Linked DNA regions of Ovis aries: region 1 is linked to region 2. Evidence: chromatin contacts called from public Hi-C data. All regions are on one chromosome and are shown on one strand. Each heading gives the region's core, a stretch centred on a gene start, on an enhancer-like site or on the middle of the called end of the contact. The rest is flanking DNA. Distances are from core to core; before and after follow the strand shown. Region 1 overlaps LOC121816640 (a long non-coding RNA gene). Region 2 overlaps LOC105602212 (a long non-coding RNA gene).

What was found. Hi-C and Micro-C count contacts between places; a contact is called where the count stands out from the background.
Region 1: a Hi-C map of mixed tissues shows a contact between it and region 2, with 2.1 times the contacts expected there. The contact joins two enhancer-like sites. A contact is called at or near these places in 2 of 16 Hi-C or Micro-C datasets (mixed tissues and tail adipose tissue).

What each region holds. Positions count from the first base shown.
Region 1 is chr15:32,884,166-32,889,498 of ARS-UI_Ramb_v3.0, reverse strand. All of the region lies in intron 3 of LOC121816640 (a long non-coding RNA gene), which reads left to right. Among named protein-coding and RNA genes, the nearest start is that of UBASH3B, 150 kb to the left of the region's middle. Within about 2 kb of position 2,473, at least 6 of the 54 cell types and tissues checked have an H3K27ac peak or open chromatin away from gene starts, as enhancers often do.
Region 2 is chr15:32,722,501-32,727,934 of ARS-UI_Ramb_v3.0, reverse strand. All of the region lies in intron 1 of LOC105602212 (a long non-coding RNA gene), which reads left to right. Among named protein-coding and RNA genes, the nearest start is that of TRNAC-ACA, 180 kb to the right of the region's middle. Within about 2 kb of position 2,469, at least 6 of the 54 cell types and tissues checked have an H3K27ac peak or open chromatin away from gene starts, as enhancers often do.

The sequences.
Region 1 (5,333 bases), core at 1,224-3,723, 160 kb before region 2:
GGTGTGACTTTTCTGGTCTTTCGTCAATGGCGTCTGTGTTCAGCAAGGTCTCTCCATTCTGGTTGATAATTACTGGAATATTTTCCATGTGTGTGTGGGCCTACGGAATTGTTCAGCTTATAACTCCCTGGAAGTGAGTCGGTTTTATTCTGCCTTATAGAGTTTCATTCTAAACTTGGGCAGATCAGTATTTAACCAAACACTTGAAGGAGCTGTTATGTTGATTTTTGGATTTCTTTCTTTGCCTGCTTCCTTCCTTTTCCATCTTCTTCCCCAGAAGCCTCATATTCTTTGTGAATCTCATTTCTGACTCATCAGCTCAGTAAAACCCTGGGGCTATGCTTGGGTTGCCCCCCACCCACTAACAAAGCAGCTTGAGCCTTGTCTCCAAGGAGAAGGATGGCACATTGTAGTGCTCACAGGGCTGTTTCTGGACTGCAGTGCTGTGCTGCCTATGCCTTCCAGGCTCTGAAAATACTTGTTTCATGTATTTTGTTTACTTTCTAGTTGTCTACAGTGGGAGAGTAAGTCTTGTGCCATATTATGGGCCGAGTATGTGCATTTGAGTCAGATAGACTTGTTTCTGGTTCTGATTCTGCATTCGCTAGATGTGTACCTTAGGCTAGTCATTAACTTCCATAAACATCTGTTTGTCATATGTAGAACAAGGATAGAAGACTTTTTATGAGGATTAGATTGAAACAGTGCATGTCAGATATTAGCTAAGTGCCTAGAAAATAATATAGAATAAATACATGATGGTTATTATTGCATCTCATTTTGGGGAAGCCCAGAGAAAGGAAGTTACTTGTTCAGTATCATACAGTAAGCAGTAGAGTTGGTTTCTCTCCTGGGAACTCTGACTCCAAAGCATCTGTTCTATGTCAGCACTGACCTTGGCTGGCTCGCATAGAAATGGTTGAACCACGGAGACCAGAGAGTCAAAGGGCCCAAGAAAGGGCCACGCTGATGCAGAATGTGTTATAGGAAATGAAAGTTTCTAAGTCACAATTAGATCTGAAAGGATGCATGGATTGGAACACAAACTTCTTGCTTGTTGGGGCTAGACACTGTGTGTAATGGTGACCCATATGCCAGTGGTGGGAACAAGTGGATTTCTTCCTTACTGAGCCCTTGGTTGCACTGTAACTGATTCAGCCAACATGGTTCTAATTGTTCCTAATTCCCACTTTCTATCCCTGCCCACACCACTAGGGTGCTTCAGTGAGACAGACTCTACCCTTTCTGGCTGCCTTTCATCCCTGCGCCCTGTGTGAAATATCCCTTTATTGCAGAGGGCTCCTGCAAGGTCCCGAGTGGGTCAGGAAAGGACATCTGAGTAAACACACAGTCAGTACACTGAGAGCACAGCAGTCTAAGACAGGTGTGTCAAAGTGGGCGTCAGGGTGGACTTTACTTGTCCTGGGGCCCAAGCCATAGAGATGGGTCTTACAGGTGATAGAAGATTGATTTGGATTCTGACCCCAGTTCTGCCAATTCCTAGATAGATAATACTGGGCAAATTACCAAACTTCTCTCAGCCTCCAATATCTTAATCTGTGAAGTGATGAAAACAGGGGCTTTATGAGATTAGATAAGATAGTGTATACAACACACTTTGCACATAGTGAAACTGAGTAATACAGTATCCCCATTCCCAAATAATGAGAGAGTGTACTCACAAAAATCTAACTCTCGAAAGTCCATGCCACTCCCTTTCCTCCCAGATTCTTGTACAGCTAGGAGCCTGGAGCCTGAGCTAATGTTCTCTGATAACTGCCTTCATTCGCAGACCCAAACCTAAATGGGCTTCGTTCTGGCAAACGAAAACCAAATGCATTTTTTAAAAGAGAATTTAATATTAGGAGTTTGTTAAACAGGCATTGAAAGAATGAAAAGGCCAAAAAGAGACAATGGAGGCAGCATGGGGATGGTTCCTGCAGGAAGCAGCTGCCATTCCTAGGCTGTTTCCTGGGGAGGAAAGAGACAAGAGACAAGCTGGGAAGATTAGAACCCAAAGCTTAGAGCAACAACCCCAGGAAGCCGGCACTGAGAAGAGAAGGGGTTTGACCTTGCAGGTGCCACAGGAGCTTGGTTTGGGGACCCTGTGTAGCTGGGACTTGGGCATCAGAAGAAAGGGTACTGCTCAGCTGGTGATGGTGCCTCTGAAGGGCCCTGTGATAAGTGAGCAAAACCTGGATCCTGGGCCAATTGTTTCTGCAACTCACTGCTGCTGCTGAGATGGGGAACTTGCTGGGTGACACTTACAGCCAGTAAATGGGAAGAGAAATCCCTTTGTCTAGGCTCACAGTCTGTGGACAGAGTGCAGCGGACATCTGGCTGGCAGAGGAGAAGTGAGGTGTTCCGAGTCCTGCCTCAGTGTGGTGAAGCAGAGTCTGGGAGGGTGTGTTTGGAACCGGGAGGCAAGAGCTGAAAAACCAGCACAACATGCTTTGTGCTCTGATCCCTGACCTTTTTCTGATCTCCGTGGCTCTTGACTTCCAGATTTGTTTCCTGTTTACTCTCCTGCCTCCCTGCTAGCACTTGATATTTCGTCCCATTTATGCTGCTCAGATCTTTGGGATTCTCTCCTTGATGAGGATTTGCATTTGTTAGGACTTTTTTGGGTGTGAGTCAAAAAAGGCCACCTTAACCTAGCTTAGACTTTTGTTTCGGGCCTCTACTGAACAATATAACTAGGAAGGAAAAGAGTCCACTGGGGGCAGTTAAAACAAGGATGCCATGCTGCTGGTGTTTCTCTTCCATCTCTGGTCTGCGTTTTCTCAATAAGTTGGCCAATTCTTTTCCCTCTTTGGCAGATGTCCTGGCATGAATGTTGCATGCAGCCTGTAGCTGTGGGCTCACAGCCTCACCACTGTGTAGAAAGAAGAGAGTTTTCTCTCTTGTAGCTCCAGAGCAAACAATTCCAGTTCTGATTGGTTGGCTGTGGTCCTGGGCCCTCTTGGACAAGGAAAGGAGGTATTAGCTTTTCGGTTTAGCTGAAGTCTTCTGTCCACTCCTGAGAACTGGTATGACTAGAAGGAATAAGTGAGATCTTGGGAAAATAAGACATATAATTGTCCACTGTAACTTTTAATTATTTTTAAATTATAGACAAGAATTCCCTCATTATTCCTGTAAAACAGTGACATAGAAATTGTAAATGGATAGGTCTGTTCTAGGCAATACCTTGATTGTAGACACCAGGTAGTCAAGAGTCTAGATGGCATTTTTACAGGGTCCCTATGAATCTTATTATTGGACAGTTGGGGAACACAGTAAATAATAGTCTGTCCCCATTTTTTTTAAGCCAGAGTTCTGAAACAGTTGGAGAAAATTGTAGGCTCCCCCTGCTCTGTGACAGTGAAGTCAGGTAACCATTCATTAAATCATTCATCTACTACCTAGCTCAAAAGATACGTCAGGAGAACAGAAGTAAGAAAATACAGCCATGGGTTTATAAAGGAAGAATCAGTAAAGCAATGCATATGTATCAGTCCAGGGACAATGTGCGAGGGATAATGAAAGATTTTAAAAGAAACATGGATATGCTGGCTTAACCCCTAATGATGTATTCATTTATTTGGGGAGACAGAATTAGCATACTACTTACTTATTTATTGAGGACTGTCCCAGTGGTTGTTCTAAATTATTCCAGTCCCCTTAAGTCCTCAGTCCTTCCTTCTCTTCCTTTCTTGTCTGTTTCTCCTTCCTCCCTCTCCTTTCTTTCCCCTTTATTTTACAGTCTAAATGGAGGCCACCGTGTCCGTCAACCAGGAAGACAGAACCTGTATGAGGTACATGAGAGTGCTCAGCCGCTCACTCATGTCTTGACTCTTTGCGACCCCATGGACTGTAGCCTGCCAGGCTCCTCTGTCTGTAGAATGCTCCGAGGCAAGGACACTGGAGTGGGTTGCCATTTCCTACTTCAGGGGATCTTCCCAACCCAGGGATCCAACCCATGTCTCTTGGATCTTCTGCGTTGGCAGGTGGATATGAGGTATATATTAATAGATTTAGTGCAGGGAATTGATTGACATTAGGGGCTAGTTAGGTAAGTCTGGAATCTATAGGGCAGGCAGGGAGGATCATATAAATCTCAGTTAATCATTCTTTCCTCGTTTAGTTTGCTATCACTTCTTCTTTGAATTTTTCTATAAGGTTAACTAGTGTAAACCCTGGAGCTGCTCTTGATTCTTCCCATTTCCTATCTCCCATGTCAGTCAGTCAGTAAGGTCAGTTCTTTTTCTTCCTGATATTTCTCACATTGGCCCCTCCCTTTCCATCCGTACTGCCACTTCTCTAGTTGGAAACCTTGACTCTCATTCCTGGACTATTTTGTTAGACTTTCATTAATAGATACTTGACCTTTTGCTCTTCAGTTCTTCCTGAATAATATGATCAGATTATTCATCTCAAAATGGTATTTTTAGTATGTTACTCCTCTAACAAGACTTTTCTATGAGTTAGAACTATATATAATGACCTGGAGGGATGTTTATGGTAAATTTTTAGATTAAAACAGCATGGTGCATAGTACTATGGATAGAAATATACTATTTTTAATTAAAACTGGGTATATTGGAATGTATTTATCTATGATTGTATGAACATAGGAAAAAGGGTGGAAGAGGTCATGCACTGAACTATAACACTAGTTCATTGATTATCTAGGGCGGTGCTTTTAATGGAGACTTCACATTGGAGTCATCTGGATAACTTAAAAAAAATAGAAATTTCATTGGCATGGGCATCAGAATTTTAAAAAGTTCTTTATGTGAATCTAACAGGTTGAGAACCATGGCTCTATAGGATTAACCTGGATGAAGTGACTCAGAAGTATTTCTATGAATAGAAAAACATATACTCACAACTCAGTCACACTTCCACACCCAAAAGACGTGTATGACTCGGCTGAGTCACATGAGCAGAGAAAAGGCAGCTTGGCTTAAAAAATACTATATCAAGAGGGAAGGGATATATGTACACATATAGCTGATTCACGTTGATGTACAGCAGAAACCAACACAACATTGTAAAGCAGTTATCCTTCAATTTAAAAAAAAAATGGAAAAAGAAGTGTCACTATGTACCCAGGAAAAAAGCCCAATACATCTAGTAGTAAATGTACACTCTCTATCCATGAGTAAAGTATAAAATGAAACAAAATGCACAATCAGAAGAAAAGAATGATAATGAGTGTACCTTGGAAGAACGTGTACTGTGTTACAACATTGTAAATCAGCCATACTTCAAGAAAAAATAAATTACTATTGATCTACATGAACAAAAATTATATGTATATACCGAGCATCTATGTTAGATTACATACC
Region 2 (5,434 bases), core at 1,220-3,719:
CAATATTGATTCAATGCCATAATAACCTTTATTCTGTAGAGTCTACTTCTTAGGACTGAAGTCACTGATTTCTGCTCTCCTTCTCCTGCCTCCCGCCCTCCCCACTACCCCAGGTTTATTGAGGTGTAACTGACAAATAAAAATTGTATGTATTTAAGGTGCTCAATGTGATGATTTGATATATCCATACATTATAAAGTGGTTACCACAGTCAAGCTAATTAACATATCCATCGCCTCACATATTTACCCTTTTTGTCTATAAGACCAATTAGGTCTACTCTCTCAGCAGATTTCCAGTATGCAGTACAGTAATGTTGACTATAGTTACCAGTTCCACATTAGATCCTCAGAACTTACTTGTCTTATAACTAGAGGTTTGTACCCTTTGACTCACCTCTTCCCATTTCCCTGACCCCCAGGCCCTGGGGACTAGGATCTCACTCTCCGCTCTTGAGTTCAGGGAGCCACTGCTCCTCCCTAGTAACCCTGTGATGTAGACATGGACGTGAACCTGGAGAACATCCTAGGACAGGCTTTCTTTGCCTCCTTCCCACAGAGAACTCATACTTGAGTCCTCTGTCTGCAGTGATAAACCGAGAGGATTGGACACCATGTTTTATTCCTGTCTGGAGCTGTTCACATTGTCTCCAACCAAGGCAATGATTTGGAATTTGGGGTTAATAATGCCGACCATCATTAGCATTCTCATCATTTTTCCCCTGTCTCCCTCTTCCTAAGCCTAATTCCTTTCTACAGAATGTCCTCGAAAACTAGCACCACAAATTTAGCAGTTTGGTTGGACTAAGAAGCAGAGAGCGATGGCTGCCCTGCTTCTGTCTTGCATTTCAGGGATGTTTGTTCTAAAACTCCCCAAAACAACCAATTTAACTAGACCAACCTGTGGCCTTGTGAGAATACTGCAGAGACTCTTTAAAAAAAAAAGAGATTAAGCTTGCTTCTGACCAAGTAGACTAATTTTGGATGCTAGTAACCCTGGTTGGAAGGTAGAAACATCAGTGTTCAGTTTTGGGTCAGGGAGTCGTTGTTCAGTATGCTAAGAGAATTCATTTTCCTTGAGTGTTTTTCCTTTCAAGTCACGTTTTACTGCTGGAGTTACTCAGCGAATTAATAGGTATAGAAATACAAAGCTCTTTTCTTATTATATCCTATCGATCTGATTGCAGTGTCATTAATTGAAAGAGTAGGAAAATGTGATGGATGGTTCAGCTTAGGATTCTATATTCGTTTTGGCCCAAATCTGTTGCAAGAATGCTGCAGGAAACTGACCAAAAGCAGCCTTTTGGTCTGACGTGAATTCTTTCTTTGTCAGTCCTTGGGAGAGCACTCAGTCCTAGTGAGATTTACAACGTGAAATTATAAACTGTTTCTACCCTTAAAGGAAAACCAACACTCAGGTTGCTAATTTGTAGAGCTGACAAGAATCCATGTTGTTCCTCCCTTTTATAGATACCATGTATATGACATTAACCAAAAAAACCAATTCTGACAGAAACAAATTTTGACTCAAAAATAAGGAAGTGGACATTTTGCTCTTTGTTTTAAGTACTTTTATTTGGAATATTGTGGTTGTGAAACATTGTTTTCATTCATGACCACTGCAACCATCTCATTTTTGTGGTGTGTGAAACTTCAGAGATTGGTTATGTGGTTAGAGATTGTTTTTTAGGGTTATTTTCTTTTGGGGTTGTTGGACCTGCAATCCCTTGAATTTCCCCCATAAATTTAAATTAACTTGGGAATTTTATACATGTACAGATATGTCCACATACATATTTAATAAGGAATCTTTTAAAATATTTTAATCCTCTATGTGAACGAAAAATTCCCAGGCTCAAACAAAAGCATATCAGATTATGTCTGATTTGTTTGCAAAGGCTGAGCTGGTCTCCTTGCTTTCTTGCTTATGCTTTAATGAGCTGGGCTATTTTTCTCTCCTGTTTATTATTTTAAATGTTTGAAGCTTGAGGTGAACGGGAGGAGCACTCAGATTCAAAGCACGTCGACATGGCAGAAGACATCACTTGTCTCATTGCTTGCTTTTAATAAACATTGTTTGGAGAAGTTTTGAAGTTTAGGACATGTTACTCATAATACATGTCCTGCTGAATATTTTTTCATCCTTACTTTGTGGCATTCAGATGTGGTATTTCTCAAGGTGCGAATGCTGCTCCTGGTTGTACTTTTGGATGGTAGAATAAGGCATCCGTGGAAAGATATGAAGTGAGCAAATGGCCACACGGCGTGACCTCATTCTGGAGCACATCTTGAAAATGTATTTCATGGTCTGAGTGCAGAGACAATGGATTGCGGTTCGGGGTCCTCTTCACTGACTTTTGGCTTGGTGAGAAACGTGGCTGCTTCCTCTGATCTTCAGCTCCCCTGAGAGTGAGAAAGAGGCTGCTCCCACGTTCGGATGTGAATACTGCCGCTGAGTGCACAGACTGTCTTACCCCGATATTGTGTCTAAAAATATATCCTCAGAGAGGCAGGCATATGCTCGCGCCTCGGTGTGAAGGAGCTGTCGCCTGTGTTCCTTGCTGTCCCCGTCTAGATGCTGGAGTGAGAGATTAAATGATCCCAGAAGCCCTGCCAGGGTTTTGATTTGCCATTGTCTCTGCTGCTTCGCTGCCTGTGAGCGGGACCCCCGATGCAGGGCTTTCAGAGACCAGCCGGTGCTGATGGAGTCCGTGACTCGCTGCCGGTGCCTGCTCCTTCTGTTGTGCTCTGTCCCAGCCACGCTTTTCTCGCCTTTTTGGGAGGCAGAGAGCACGGGGCAGAGGTTGCACTTGGCACATTTCAACTCCGTTGTCACTGCTGTGGCTGTTACTCCCTTCGGCAAGAGCCAAGGAGCAAACAGGACGGTGGGTCACCTCTCCAGCTATTTAGCACCATTTCCCTTCCCCTTTCTTGACATGGTTAGGATTTTTTTTTTTTTTCTGTCTTCAGTGACAAGGTTTGATGGGTGGTGGTGTGTGTGTGTGTTGGGGGGGTGGTTCATGAGCCTCCCTCGCTACCTCTGCTGTATCTTGATGGGGACCTGCTTTCTCCTGATTTCTACCACCTCTCCTCATTTCCAGAGCTTGCTAGATTCTTCATCCTGTTCCTGCAGCTCAGTGGGGTTTTCTGTTTGAGTGTTATCTCCAAATTTCTCAGCTTTTGTAGTCACCTCCCAGGTTAAAAGGGGGTAACATGATTGTTGAAATAATTTTGTCCAGGAAGAAAGAAAAACAGACATGGCTCTTTAGAGTGATAGTCCTAAGAAGAGGGGTCCATAGCACAGGGAAATCAGGTGGACTCTTGGAGCCCCTGTCACAGTGTGGCTGTAAATGTATGTCTTCAGGTAAGACTTTCTGTCTTATTTACAGAATTTGGAAAATATATTAGCCTTCATGATAGCTCCCATACTTTATTGGAAAATAATTTCAATTCTAACAACAAGTGCTGAGGAAAGAAATGAAGCTTTTTATGGGCCAGAAAAGAAGAGTTAAAATCATAGATCACATCAGAAACAAAGTCCACCACTCCCTTTGCAATGATCCCTATGCAAAATGAGTAAGAGCAACTGTTACTTATTCCTCCCTCTTTCCTCATATATATTCAAGTTAACAATATTTTGATGGCCTTGAAAACTGAAAGGCAAAGCCTTGTTTTTCCAAAGATTAGTTTTTTTTTGAGGTTTCTGCAAAATGAGAGAAAATAATTCTTTGTATTGTTTCAGATGGTTAGCAGGATACATACAATATAAGTTGATATTCACAAGATGTGCAATTAGGAAAAATATACTCTCACACACACATACACACACATATACACACTCCAAAAGAAACCCACCCAATGTTAAACAAAATCCAGATTTGAATTTTAACCAGATCAGTTTCATCTATTGTGGAGAATTTAGTCTTCTTATATACTTTTTCATGGCTGAATAGTTCCTTCTCCTCCTTTCATCATTATTTTATTGGTTTATTTCATAAAAGGCACTGAAATGGACAAAGAACTCTACCACAGAGTTAAGTTCTAGTGGCAGTTCATTGAAATGGAGCATGGATCAAATGTGTCATAACCTCTTATTTGTAATCAGGTACTTCCTCTTAGTTCAGCTTAATACATTTTATTCCCAGTTGTGTCAAAGAAACATGTATGCCTTTAGACACTCTGTGCCTAATTATGCAGCTGGATACATTAATATCCTGTCATGTTACATGCATTTGAGAGTTAAACAGGGAAAGATGCTGTTATTCATAGCCAGCAATTTCCCAGGATCCAGCAAGATCCTGGTGCTGGAGTATTTGCTTGTCTTTCTACCTTTGTTCCTTCAGAGGCAATGAGGGTCTCTGCTATTGCTGACTAATTGATAGTCTTACTAACCACTGTGGGCTCCTCAGATTAGAATTGCATGCAGATATGGGTCTTGATTCAAACACTAAGGAATGCACACTCTCACTTACATGGGCAGAAAGTCTTCATACTAACAGAGGTACGATGGAGACCGCAGGACATAGAAGAGGATGGGGGTGGGGTGGGAGAGAGATGGCTGACGGCAGGAATACCCCTGCGAATAGTTCTAAAATGCATGTACAAATGTAGAAGCCTTCAGAATCATCCAACAATGCAGACACCTTTTTTTTATTTCTTCTCGGCAGGGTGTCTCCATCCGGAGTATTCACAAACACACACACATGTCCATGCAAACCAAGAGGAGGTGAGAGCCCTGCCATCTCAGCTCTGAATTCATCTGATTTCCTTTTTTCCCCCCTGCCTTGTATTCCTCCGTGCATTGTCCCTGCATCCGATGGCAGCCGCCCTTACTCTTGAAAGCAAGAGTCACAGCAGGAGCAGAAAGAGGGTTGAGGGAAGGCTTTGTCCAAGCCACCGTTGTCTATTGTTTCTTTGCTTTCACTGCTGTGCTTTTTTTTTTTTTTTTCCCTGAATCTTTCCCTTACTAGTGGCCTGTGTCCAGGAGGAGGGAAAAAATTGTAAGAGTCCGTAGAGTAGCAGAGGGTAGCTATTTCTTTTGCACACTGTTTTAAGAAACAGCTTAGCAATTTGGTCCACAAAATTAGGAAATACAGCAAGAATGGAGGGTTCTGGTGGAAAAGTGAGGGGTGGGGGTCTTTGAAGCTTATTTGCTCCAGCCTAGATGCCAAAGGCAGTTTCTTCACAAGACTTCTGTGGTTCTGTGTGTTTCCGGCTGCATTTTCAGTTTTAAAAAATCATGAGACAAGGCTCATGTCTCTGTCAGGCATTCCATGTGTTTATTTATTTATTTATTTTTCCGGCTCCACAACTGGATGGACATTTTAAGCCAGGCCAGATCTGCTGTTTGGGATTTTCTCAGATACTTAAATCAGTTCAGCCTGAATTGGTGATTGTCTTTTAAGCTTGCATGTGTAATGTACATAGTAACTTTT